2 separate regions of the Capra hircus genome follow, and region 2 is linked to region 1. Evidence: chromatin contacts called from public Hi-C data. All regions are on one chromosome and are shown on one strand. Each heading gives the region's core, a stretch centred on a gene start, on an enhancer-like site or on the middle of the called end of the contact. The rest is flanking DNA. Distances are from core to core; before and after follow the strand shown.

Evidence for each region. Hi-C and Micro-C count contacts between places; a contact is called where the count stands out from the background.
Region 2: a contact with region 1 is called in a Hi-C map of liver, with 5 times the contacts expected there. The contact joins two enhancer-like sites. A contact is called at or near these places in 2 of 5 Hi-C or Micro-C datasets (blood and liver).

Annotation. Positions count from the first base shown.
Region 1 is chr18:21,956,544-21,962,193 of ARS1.2, forward strand. GPT2 (alanine aminotransferase 2) reads right to left here. Exons shown (of 12, transcript XM_018061975.1): 4 at 5,480-5,588; 5 at 1,251-1,384. Among named protein-coding and RNA genes, the nearest start is that of GPT2, 13 kb to the right of the region's middle. Within about 2 kb of position 3,923, at least 4 of the 5 cell types and tissues checked have an H3K27ac peak or open chromatin away from gene starts, as enhancers often do.
Region 2 is chr18:22,005,160-22,010,972 of ARS1.2, forward strand. No RefSeq gene overlaps it. Among named protein-coding and RNA genes, the nearest start is that of GPT2, 35 kb to the left of the region's middle. Within about 2 kb of position 4,277, at least 1 of the 5 cell types and tissues checked has an H3K27ac peak or open chromatin away from gene starts, as enhancers often do.

The DNA.
Region 1 (5,650 bases), core at 2,673-5,172:
AGCAGGCAGACCACCTAAGCTTTCTGTGCCTGTTTCTTCCCGCGCTCAAGGAAGAGTTTAATGCACTTGAGAGGCTTCAGCAAAGGACAAAATCATTTAATAAACATCCAAAATAAGAGCCTTGGAGGTCAAGAGACACAGACAAACGTAACTTATTAAAAGAAGGGTCAGAAAGGACAAGCTCCCTGAGTAGGGAGGACAAGTGAGTGGATGGCCCCCAGCACTGACTGGGGGCACGTGGGGAGGGTGCTGGAAGGGAACAGAGGCTGCAGGTGAACCTCAGACCACAGGTTCAGCCCCTTCTCCTATGGACCCCTTGATACCAGCCCCTCTTCACCTCATCCACGGCTGATGCCCAGCCCAAGCCGCCTCTTCTCTTGTCTCCTAAACACTCTCACATCTACTCTGCTCCCTCCTGCCACAGTTAAGCTTAAGAACCCAAATCTAATTATGACCCTCCGTCTGCTTCAGATCCTTCAGTGGCTCCCACGGCTCTTAGGACAACAATATTTCAGGACTCAGGCCCCACCTGCCTCCGCTGGTAACTGTCCCTCCCCACGTGTGCTTGCCCCGCAATGCTCCATTTCCAAACATGCAGCCTCCTTCCAGCCCAAGGCCTCGGCATACGCTGACCTTCTGCCCTGAATCTGTCTCTGCCTGCCTCCCTGAGTTCACATCTACGCAGTCTCCAGATCTCTAACTGCTCAGCCTTCCTTGGAGAAACCTTCCTGCCCTCACCAGCCCCAGGTCAGAGTTCCTGCTGCTCCCTTCTGTTAACACTTTGTCCTCATCCAGAAGAGAAACTGAAAGCTTGCGATCTGACGTGTATTTATGTGCTGTTAGTGCTAGTCAGATCCAGTACTGATGTCTAAGTAGAGACCAAATGTGTTTGGTTCCCCATGACCTCCCCAGCACCTGGCACAGTGCCTGGCAGAGGAGAGACAGCATATATGCTGAGTAAGAGAAAGGCTGATGCCAGGAAGATGGACACTCTCGAGTGTCCCGTGACTCCTCCCAACTGGAGGAGGGAAACTGAGGCTGCCGGAGTGTCCAGGTTCACAAAGACTGAACGCGGTAAGGACAGCAGCTACCAGGCTGGGGCAGACAGCAGGGAGCAGAGGGTGGCCAACCTCTCTGCCCAGACCTGTCCCCCTTTAACAGCCCACAGGCTCACGCCATCGGCCCTAACGCACAAGGCTGTTCTTCATGCGGGTGAAGAGTGAGCAACAATGAGCCACTCTGACACGTACAGAAATGCCATCACTAGCTCCAGTGGTCAGGTAAATGTTATCCGGGTCTGCAGGTACACCGCCATCTCTCCTGGTGATGTAGGCAGCTACATCTTCACGGATACAGTTGACACCCTGGCTGGCACTGTAAGAGCCTGTAAGACAGAAAGCAAGACAATGACTAGAGGGAAGATCTGGCTCCATGCAGTCTGAGATATCCATATAATTAACTGGGGGTGGGAGGCTGGGGGAGGTAAGGAGTCTCAGTGGCGCCCTATTCCCACTGCTTAGGTTCTGGAATTGTGGCAAGCTGCTTAATCACCTGTCTGGGCTTCATCCACCCATCCTGTCATCCCTCCACCTACCCAAGCGTCTGCCCACTCATCCAACCATTTGCTCATCTGCTATCCATCCATTCATCCACATATCCACTCACCTGCCCACCCACTCACCCACCCATCTGCCCGTCTGTTCATCTACCCACCCACTCACTCATCCATCCAGTATTTACTGAGAACCTACTTATACCTCAAGCATTATTCCAGGCCCTGACTTCTAACCAGTTCAATGGGGCTCATAGCTGCTCTACCCACCCTGCTGGGCTTTACATGCCTTCCGCGACAGCACGGACCATTACAGCTGGGACTCCTATGCTTTTATCACTGTTGCCTACGCATGGTTCCAAAGAGCTTGGGAGAAGGGTCACCCCAAGATGGCACCACCTGCCATCCCAGGAATCCAGAGCCCTGACAGGCACTAACCACAGCGTTCTTTGGGGCTGCTGGGCATGACGCACCTACCCTCACCCTATGGCAACAGCATGCTCAGGCTGCCAGTTAGGAGCCAAATCCAAACCACCAGTTAAAAGTGAAGTTCAAAAACAGCAGTGACCACTTTGGGCTTGGGAGTATATTCGGCAAAGGGGCACACAGGGGCCTTTTGTGGCGCTGAGAGCGTTCGTTGTCATGATCTGGGCACGGGTTACACAGGTGTGCACACACAGGTGCTGTACACTAGTACCTGGGCATTTACCGTAGGCATACAAATGTTTTCAGGATGTCAGGCCACTACGTACGTTCTTGAAAAGAAACTGAAAATAGGTACCTGAACATGCACAAAATCTCTCCAGGAGATTCAAACTGGCGAAGCGAATTCTCTGGGGACATGAACCAGGAGGCTTGGGGTCCGAAGTGGGAGGCAGATCTTTCACTCCATATTCTTTTATCCCATTTGAGTTTTATACCGCGTTTAAAGAAAACCAGCCAATTTCCTCCTAAGGACTGCAACACCACCACCAGGAGGCGCCCGGTTTAAGGGTCTGTGTAGCACTGGGCTGGCCCATCCCCTTGGACTAACTGTAAACCAGGGCGGGGAAAGCGGCACCACTTCCCTAAAAGTTCAGGTGGCAAACATTAACACGCACCAAATCTGGGTGGAGAGTAGAGTCCTGCCACATTCTTTGGGGGTACTCGAGGGCATCTGCAGACGCCACTGTTAGAGAATCCTCCTTCCACTGGATGTCTTGATATATCTTGGGCTCCCATGCCCAGAAAGCTTCCTGCGCTATTTCCCTCTGCCTTCTTTCACTGCCCTCTGCTCCACTCCATGGGGCCTGGCCACGTCCACACCAGCTAAGCCTCCTCTTCTTCCTGCCTCTAGTTCATCGGCTTCCCTGCATTCCCAGGCCTTTCGCCACTAGCAAGCTCTCTGTTCCTGCCAGCCACAGGCTTTCCATCTTCTGTTTTGTTCTGAAGTACCCTGATTCTTCAGAGCTCAGATCTAGACTCTCTCAAGAAGTCTGAGAAATGGCCTCACCCCAGCCTTTCTGATTTCTCCAGTTACCTTGCACAGATGAATCCTTGCCTCCCCATGTTGACTTGCGGGCAGGAACCATCCATCACCTATTTCTTCTGTGCGTCTCTGCAGCACCTACCCTCAGCTAGGCCCACCCCACCACACTCCTGTGTAGGACACTGCCTGAACCCGATGGCAACCTGCCTCCCACAGTCCACAGACCGGCGACACCTGCCAAATCACCCAGCGTCATTGCATCCAAACCCTTTCACTCAGTCACACTCAGCTCTTAAGCCTCAGGGCCTTTGCAAACACCATTTTCTCTGTCTGGGATTCATTAGCAGATTCTCTTACTCATCCTCTACATGAACTTGAAACACTTTCTCCTTCAACCCTCCCTCTCCACTAGAACCCCTTGTTCAAACCCCACAACTCTCTGCTCGTCCACCAGGAACTCATGAAAACTGGGAATTATGTTTTTGTCTTAATTCTTTTTCATGTTTGTTTCTCCCAAATATGACAGTGAGCTTCATGAGCACAGAACTCCACCTGCCTTCCCCAGTGTCCCTCAGGGCCTAGAGCAGTGCCTGGTCCACAGCCCAGGCTCCAAGAGGGGCTGGAGGAGGGCGTTCTCTCCCATCTCCCGCCACCCCCAGATGTGTCTAGGTTTCACCTCAACCCCACCTAAGATTCAGGATGCAACCTGAGAACTGGATTACGCAAACAAAAAATAAATGAAGCCCCAATTTAAAATAATTTTAAGGGGCATGATAAAAACACGTCCAGGTGAGCCCTTGTGTACACTTGATAATCCTTCCTTGGGTCAGGGTGGCCCTGGGCATATCTTCCACTTCCTTAATTTTTGTGGGCAGTGCTCAGGTTGCCCAAGCCTTAGTTGACACAGGGCCACCCCCATTGTTCTACTCTCTGCCAGAACACTGCCCTTCCTCCCACAATGGGCAGAAACAGGTAGTGACCTCCAGGGTGGGGCTTCTCCACACGTGACGAGCAGCACAAACAGCAACTTGCCTGCAAGCCCAGGAGGTGGGTACAAAGTATCTCCTAGTTCAAGGATGAGGAAAGAGGCTCAGAGAGTGCCTCCCTCACCCACCCTGCTGAGCTCCTCACACAGAACACAGACAGTCCTGACTCACACAGACATGGCCTCCCAACATTATTCCCCCAGCCCTGCCTAGCTGACACAGAAAAAACTTGTTGACGAGGCTTGTCCCTGGAACAAGATCCCTTCCCAGTTCCCCAGACATTCACGCAGACAGCAACCCCCTCCCCCCACCTCTGGGTTGCGCTTCCTGCAGGCTCAGGCTGAAGGCCACGGATCTCTGAGAAGCGCCTTTGTCCTCTGGGCCCGGCAGAGGATACAGAGGGAAAGAGCCTGGAGACCAGGTCTCTGAGCTGTGGCGCTGCCCTCTGCCAGCTTGTGGTTTAGGCCTTGCCTCACAAGGTGCTGGCCCACACCCCACCCAGGCTGACTGGCAGGGAGGCAAAGGGCGGCTGGCCCCTTCCTGAGAGGGACACACGAAGGACACAGGCTTGGATGGAGGGCTGGTGGGGTGATCACAGCCAGGAAGGCTAAGCCTAGTGACGCCCATAAAGGGACAGAGCAGAAAGGGGAGGGGAAAGGCAGGGAGGTGACCGAGAGGCCGAGGGCAGCTGATACCCTGCTGAACGAGCCACAGAATCCCTGTCCCATGTTTGGAACATTCAGGCAAGCTCCCTAAAAAGCCCTATGGAGAGCTACTTCTCCTCAGGACAAGGGGAGCCAGATTCCCTATGTACTCCATTGGGCAAAGGAATGAGGCAAAAATGAACAGGAAAGAGAACATGAGATGAGATCAAAGAGCCAGCGGCCCAGAGGCTGGAGATCCACCTCAGCAGGCAAGGGAGAGAAGACGCCTTCACATCCACAGCGCCTCCCCGCTCAGAGCCCCCTGGGGCCGGGCGTGAGCTCCGGGCACAAAGGGGCACAGGCCGGTGTCAGGAACACAACACATACACGTGGTGGGTAAGGGGAGGCACCTCCACAGCGAGGAAGCCACCAAAGGGGGCCACAGCACAGTGAGAAGCCAGACCAGCGGGGCAATGCACCTCCTTCTGGCCTCCCGGCTCAAGCTCAACCTTCTGCCCTGAGGGTGTGGTGGGCTCAGCGTCACAGCCGGCTCCCCCCGGAAACCCCAAATCCTGCCAAATGCAGACTCTCGTGCCCGAAGTGCCCCCAGTCCGCAAGAGACAGCACGGACCCCATCAGCTCAGCAAACAGGAGGCTCTCAGAGCACGGACAAGGAGAGTATTTTTCCTTGACTTGGCCTGTCGGCCACCCCACACACATTCACACACTCGCTCAACGCATAACCCTCCATGAGGGGCTGGGGCCAGGCCCATGCTGAGAACACACGTTCTTTTCACGCCCGCCGGGACCTGGCAAGTCGGGGCCTCACCCAGGCTGTTCCCACCGCAAGCCTGTAGGATGCGCCGGGCTCGTTTCTTAGCATCTTCTGGGAAGCTGGGGCTGTCCAACAGGTTCGGGTAGGTGCACAGTGCCATCACCTGGGGGAACAGAGGCATTGGCTGGGCTCTTGGCAACCTCCCACCCCAGAGGGGCACAAAGG
Region 2 (5,813 bases), core at 3,027-5,526, 49 kb after region 1:
ACCCAGACCCTTGGGTCTACATCAGTGTTTCAGTGTTATAGATGTGAAAGTTGATCAGTCGTGTCCAACTCTTTGCGACCCCATGAACTGCAGCATGCCAGGCCTCCATGTCCATCACCGACTCCCGGAGTCCCCCCAAACCCATGTCCATTGAGTCAGTCGGTGATGCCATACAACCATCTCATCCTCTGTTGTCCCCTTCTCTTCCTGCCCTCAATCGTTCCCAGCATCAGGGTCTTTTCCAATGAGTCAGCTCTTCGCATCAGATGGCCAAAGTATTGGAGTTTCAGCTTCAGCATCAGTCCTTCCAATGAACACTCAGGACTGATCTCCTTTAGGATGGACTGGTTGGATCTCTTCTTGCAGTCCAAGGGACTCTCAAGAGTCTTCTCCAACACCACAGTTCAAAAGCATCAATTCTTTGGCACTCAGCTTTCTTTATAGTCCAACTCTCACATCCATACATTACTACTGGAAAAACCATAGCCTTGACTAGACGGAACTTTGTACACAAAGTAATGTCTCTGCTATTTAATATGCGGTCTAGGTTGTTCATAACTTTCCTTCCAAGGAGTAAAAAAGTGAAAGTCGCTCAGTCATGTCCGACTCTTTGCGACCCGTGGACTAGTCCACGGAATTCTCCAGGCCAGAATACTGGAGTGGGTAGCCTTTCTGTTCTCCAGGGATCCTCCCAACTCAGGGATCGAACCCAGGTCTCCTGCATTGCAGGCAGATTCTTTACCAGCTGAGCCACAAGGAAGCGTCTTTTAATTTCATGGCTGCAATCACCATCTGCAGTGATTTTGGAGCCCCCAAAAATAAAGTCAGTCACTGTTTCCACTGTTTCCCCATCTGTTTGCCATGAAGTGATGGGACTGGATGCCATGATCTTCGTTTTCTGAATGTTGAGCTTTAAGCCAACTTTTTCACTCTCTTCTTTCACTTTCATCAAGTGGCTTTTTAGTTCTTCACTTTCTGCCATAAGGGTGGTGTCATCTGCATATCTGAGGTTATTGATATTTCTCCCAGCAATCTTGATTCCAGCTTGTGCTTCCTCCAGCCCAGCATTTCTCATGATGTACTCTGCATGTAAGTTAAATAAGCAGGGTGACAATATACAGTCTTGACATACTCCTTTTCCTATTTGGAACCAGTCTGTTTTTCCATGTCCAGTTCTAACTGTTGTTTCTGGACCTGCATACATGTTTCCCAACAGGTAGGTCAGGTGGTCTGGTATTCCCATCTCTTTCAGAATTTTCCACAATTTATTGTGATCCACACAGTCAAAGGCTTTGGCATAGTAAATAAAGAAGAAATAGATGCTTTTCTGGAACTCTCTTGCTTTTTCCATGATCCAGCAGATGTTGGCAGTTTGATGTCTGGTTCCTCTGCCTTTTTTAAAACTACTTGAACATCTGGAAGTTCATGGTTCATGTATTGCTGAAGCCTGGCTTGGAGAATTTTGAGCATTACTTTACTAGCATGGGATAGGAGTGCAATTGTGTGGTAGTTTGAGTATTCTTTGGCATTGCCTTTCTTGGCACTGGAATGAAAACTGACCTTTTCCAGTCCTGTGGCCACTGCTGAGTTTTCCAAATTTAATGGCATATTGAGTGCAGCACTTTCATAGCATCATCTTTTAGGGTTTGAAATAGCTCAACTGGAATTCCATCACCTCCACTAGCTTTGTTCATAGTGATGCTTCCTAAGGCCCACTTGACTTCACATTCCAGGATGTCTGAAGAGTGAGCACACCATTGTGATTATCTGGGTTGTGAAGATTTGTTTCTGTACAGTTCTTCTGTGTATTCTTGCCACCTCTTCTTAATATCTTCTGTGTCTGTTAGGTCCATTTCTGTCCTTTATTGAACCCATCTTTGCATGAAATGTTCCCTTGGTATCTCTAATTTTCTTGAAGTGATCTCTAGTCTTTCCCATTCTATTATTTTCCTCTATTTCCTTGCATTGATCACTGAGGAAGGCTTTCTTATCTCTCCTTGCTATTCTTTGGAGCTCTGCATTCAGATGCTTATATCTTTTCTTTTCTCCTTTGCTTTTCACTTCCCTTCTTTTCACAGCTATTTGTAAGGCCTCCTCAGACAGCCATTTTGCTATTTTGCATTTCTTTTTCTTGGGGATGATCTTGATCCCTCTCTCCTGTACAATGTCATGAACCTCTGTCCATAGTTCATCAGGCACTCTGTCTATCAGATCTAGGCCCTTAAATCTATTTCTCACTTCCACTGTATAATCATAAGGGATTTGATTTAGGTCATATCTGAATGGTCTAGTGGTTCCCCACTTTCTTCAATTTAAGTCTGAATTTGGCATTAAGGAGTTCATAATCTGAGCCACAGTCAGCTCCTGGTCTTGTTTTTGCTGACTGTATAGAGCTTCTCCATCTTTGGCTGCAAAGAATATAATCAATCTGATTTCAGTGTTGACCATCTGGTGATGTCCATGTGTAGAGTCTTCTCTTGTGTTGTTGGAAGAGGGTGTTTGCTATGACCAGCGTGTTCTCTTGGCAAAAGTCTATTAGCCTTTGCCCTGCTTCATTCTGTATTCCAAGGCCAACTTTGCCTGTTACCCCAGGTGTTTCTTGACTTCTACTTTTGCATTCCAGTCTCCTATAATGAAAAGGACATCTTTTTTGGGTGTTATTTCTAAAAGGTCTTGTAGGTCTTCATAGAACCTTTCAACTTCAGCTTCTTCAGCATTATTGGTCGGGGCATAGACGTGGATTACCATGATATTGAATGGTTTGCCTTGGAAATGAGCAGAGATCATTCTGTCATTTTTGAGATTGCATCCAAGTACTGCATTTCAGACTCTTTCATTGACTATGAGGGCTACTCCATTTCTTCTAAGGGATTCCTGCCCGCAGTAGTAGATATAATGGTCATCTGAGTTAAATTCCCCCATTCCAGTCCATCCAGTTCACTGATTCCTAAAATGTTGACGTTCACTCTTGCCATCTGTCAGAAACCCCACATCCAAGGTAAGAGAAACCCAAGTAAGACGGTAGGCACTGAGAGAGGGCATCAGAGGGCAGACAGACTGAAGCCACAATCACAGACAACTGGCCAATCTGATCACACGGACCACAGCCTGTCTAACTGAATGAAACTAAGCCATGCCGTGTGCGGCCACCCAAGACGGATGGGTCATGGTGGAGAGGTCTGACAGAATGTGGTCCACTGGAGAAGGGAATGGCAAACCACTTCAGTATTCTTGCCTTGAGAACCCCATGAACAGTATGAAAAGGCAAAAAGATAGGACACTGAAAGAGGAACTCCCCAGTAGGTGCCCAATATGCTACTGGAGATCAGTGAAGAAATAATTCCAGAAAGAATGAAGGGATGGAGCCAAAGCAAAAACAACACCCAGCTGTGGATGTGACTGGTGATAGATCAAGGTCCGATACTGTAAAGAGCAATATTGCATAGGAACCTGAAATGTTAGGTCCATGAATAAAGGCAAATTGGAAGTGGACAAACAGGAGATGGCAAGAGTGAACGTCGACATGAACTATACAGTCCATGGAATTCTCCAGGCCAGAATACTAGAGTGGGTAGCCTTTCCGTGCTCCAGGGGATCTTCCCAACCCAAGGATCAAACCCAGGTCTCCTGCACTGCAGGTGGATTCTTTACCAGCTGAGCCACAAGGGAAGCCCTTGAGTGTTGTAAGCAAACAGCAAATTAGCCAAGATAGCTGAGGCTTTCTCACCCCACAGCCTCTTGCCCCATGTTTTGTAAATACGTGGTTATGTAACAGTTGAGATCACATATAGCACTGCATATGTGTGTCACAATGTACTCACTTGGCCACAGGCTGCTTTTGTTCTGTTTGCCTATATAGGCTCCCCCTGAAAAGCCCTTGTGACTGCATTATGGCTGCGTCTGCTGGGTCAGCTGTGAGAGAATACAGCATGTCTGCTGCTACAGCTGCTGTGCTAGTCAGGAGAAAATAAACATGTTTGCAGTTCCTACGGCTCCTTGAGCTTTCTTCCAGCTTCTCCGCTCTCGCCTTGACTACTGTGGGTTCAGCAAATACGGAGATACAGCAAGACAAGCGTCTAGCAATAGATGTATTGAGGGAGGGCCGATAGAAGGAGATACAAATAGGAGCCTTCTCAGGCCCAAGGTTCTGAAAAACCACAAGCTGCTTCTATGTTGGAGGAAAGTGGAATAACCCTGATTTACGAGTGGAGAGCTGGCAGGTGAACTGGCTTTTGCTGGACTGTGTGACTCGAACCTGCAGGCTTCTGTGAGCAGCAGCACCAGTGGGTATGACTGCCATCTAGTGCCAGATGTCACCTTTTGCAAGTTGTTTACTTGCTGTTTCCAGCTGAAGGGCATTTGGGGAGCCAAATTGAAGTTTAGGAGGTCATTACCCCTATCATCAGGAAGAAACTTAATATCAGGCTTTTGATATTATCTCTAATCTATCTTATTGTAGATGCAGAATCTAACTGATTGGATGGAATAAAAGGGCAATCATTCCACAATATAAAATTTGTGTCTCATTTCAAACCTCTAGGTTACTATGAATTTTGTAGATGCTACATAATCTTTTTTATAAAGAAATCCTGGAATGGACACATTTATGATTCAGGAGTCTTGTAGGAAACAGGTAGCATGCTTCAAAGGGGTGGCTGGGGAGAGTTTAATGAAAGGGCTACTCAGAAAGGATGGGAAGGGACTCAGGGAAACAGTCAAGACCAGGAAAGCACTGTAGAGTTAGTGACAGTCGGAAGCAGCTAGCACTCATAGGCCAGATGGAGCAAAAAGCAGAAGAGGACCCAGAAGGACTGTTCCACAGGAGACAGCCACTTGACAGTTGCTGTGGCCTCAGCTGTGGTTCTTGGTTGGGAAGCACACCCTTAGAGGAGGATTCACATGAAAGCAGTGTAATAAGGAATCCTTGGACGGATGGGAAGGGGTAGGGGCGCAGAAGCAGGGCAGAGAAGGAAAGATCAGCAAGATATTATCTCAGGCAGAATTCTGTGGAAAGGCAGTGTTAGCCTGACCCCTCAGAGGAACTTTGAGAGGTAGGTTGTTTCTCAGAAGGTCTACCTGGAGGCAAAGAGGCTTGGCATTGAGACTCTTAACTTGCCATTCATTGGTCAGGTGGATGGGGATGAGAGGAAGCAGGGCATTATACAGGACCTGGACCTTCTAAACATTCAGTTAGGGTGAAGCGCTAACTCCGGGGCTCTGAGAGCACTACCTGGGCTCAGCTGAAGGTTCTGAGTGTTAGAAGAACACGCTGAAAATCACTACAAAGGCATCCAAAGGGATCTGTGTGAAGCAAGAGCATCTGTTTCTACCAGGGATTAAACCAGTGAGACACGATGGTTCAGTTAACTCCTGAAGGAGAAAGACACTGAGATGGATTTGGAGTACCAGAGGTTTATTTAGCGGAGAGGGTAATGTCTGATACAGGGGGGCCTCACCACAATCTGAGCTGACATTCTCAGCCAATCCCACGGAAACTCTAAAACAAAGGTTGTCCTTTAGAGGAGTTATGCAGTGGGCAGAAGTGACCAGGCCCTCATACCCCTTGCATGCCCAGGAATTGATTGGTAGCAGACCAGGAAAGGCACAGATCCTGAAGATGGTATCGCTGGAGGCTCTTGGCTAAAGGTGCTGCTTGTGGCTGAATGGCAAGTTCTTTTACAAGGGAGGTCCAAATGGAGTACTCCCTCAGCTGCCACACTTAATCAAATGCAGTATTTCTGTTGTCTCAGCTACCTCCCCAACACCAGGAAAGAAGAACTTGCCTGCATGGAGTAGTAGAGAAACAAAAGGCT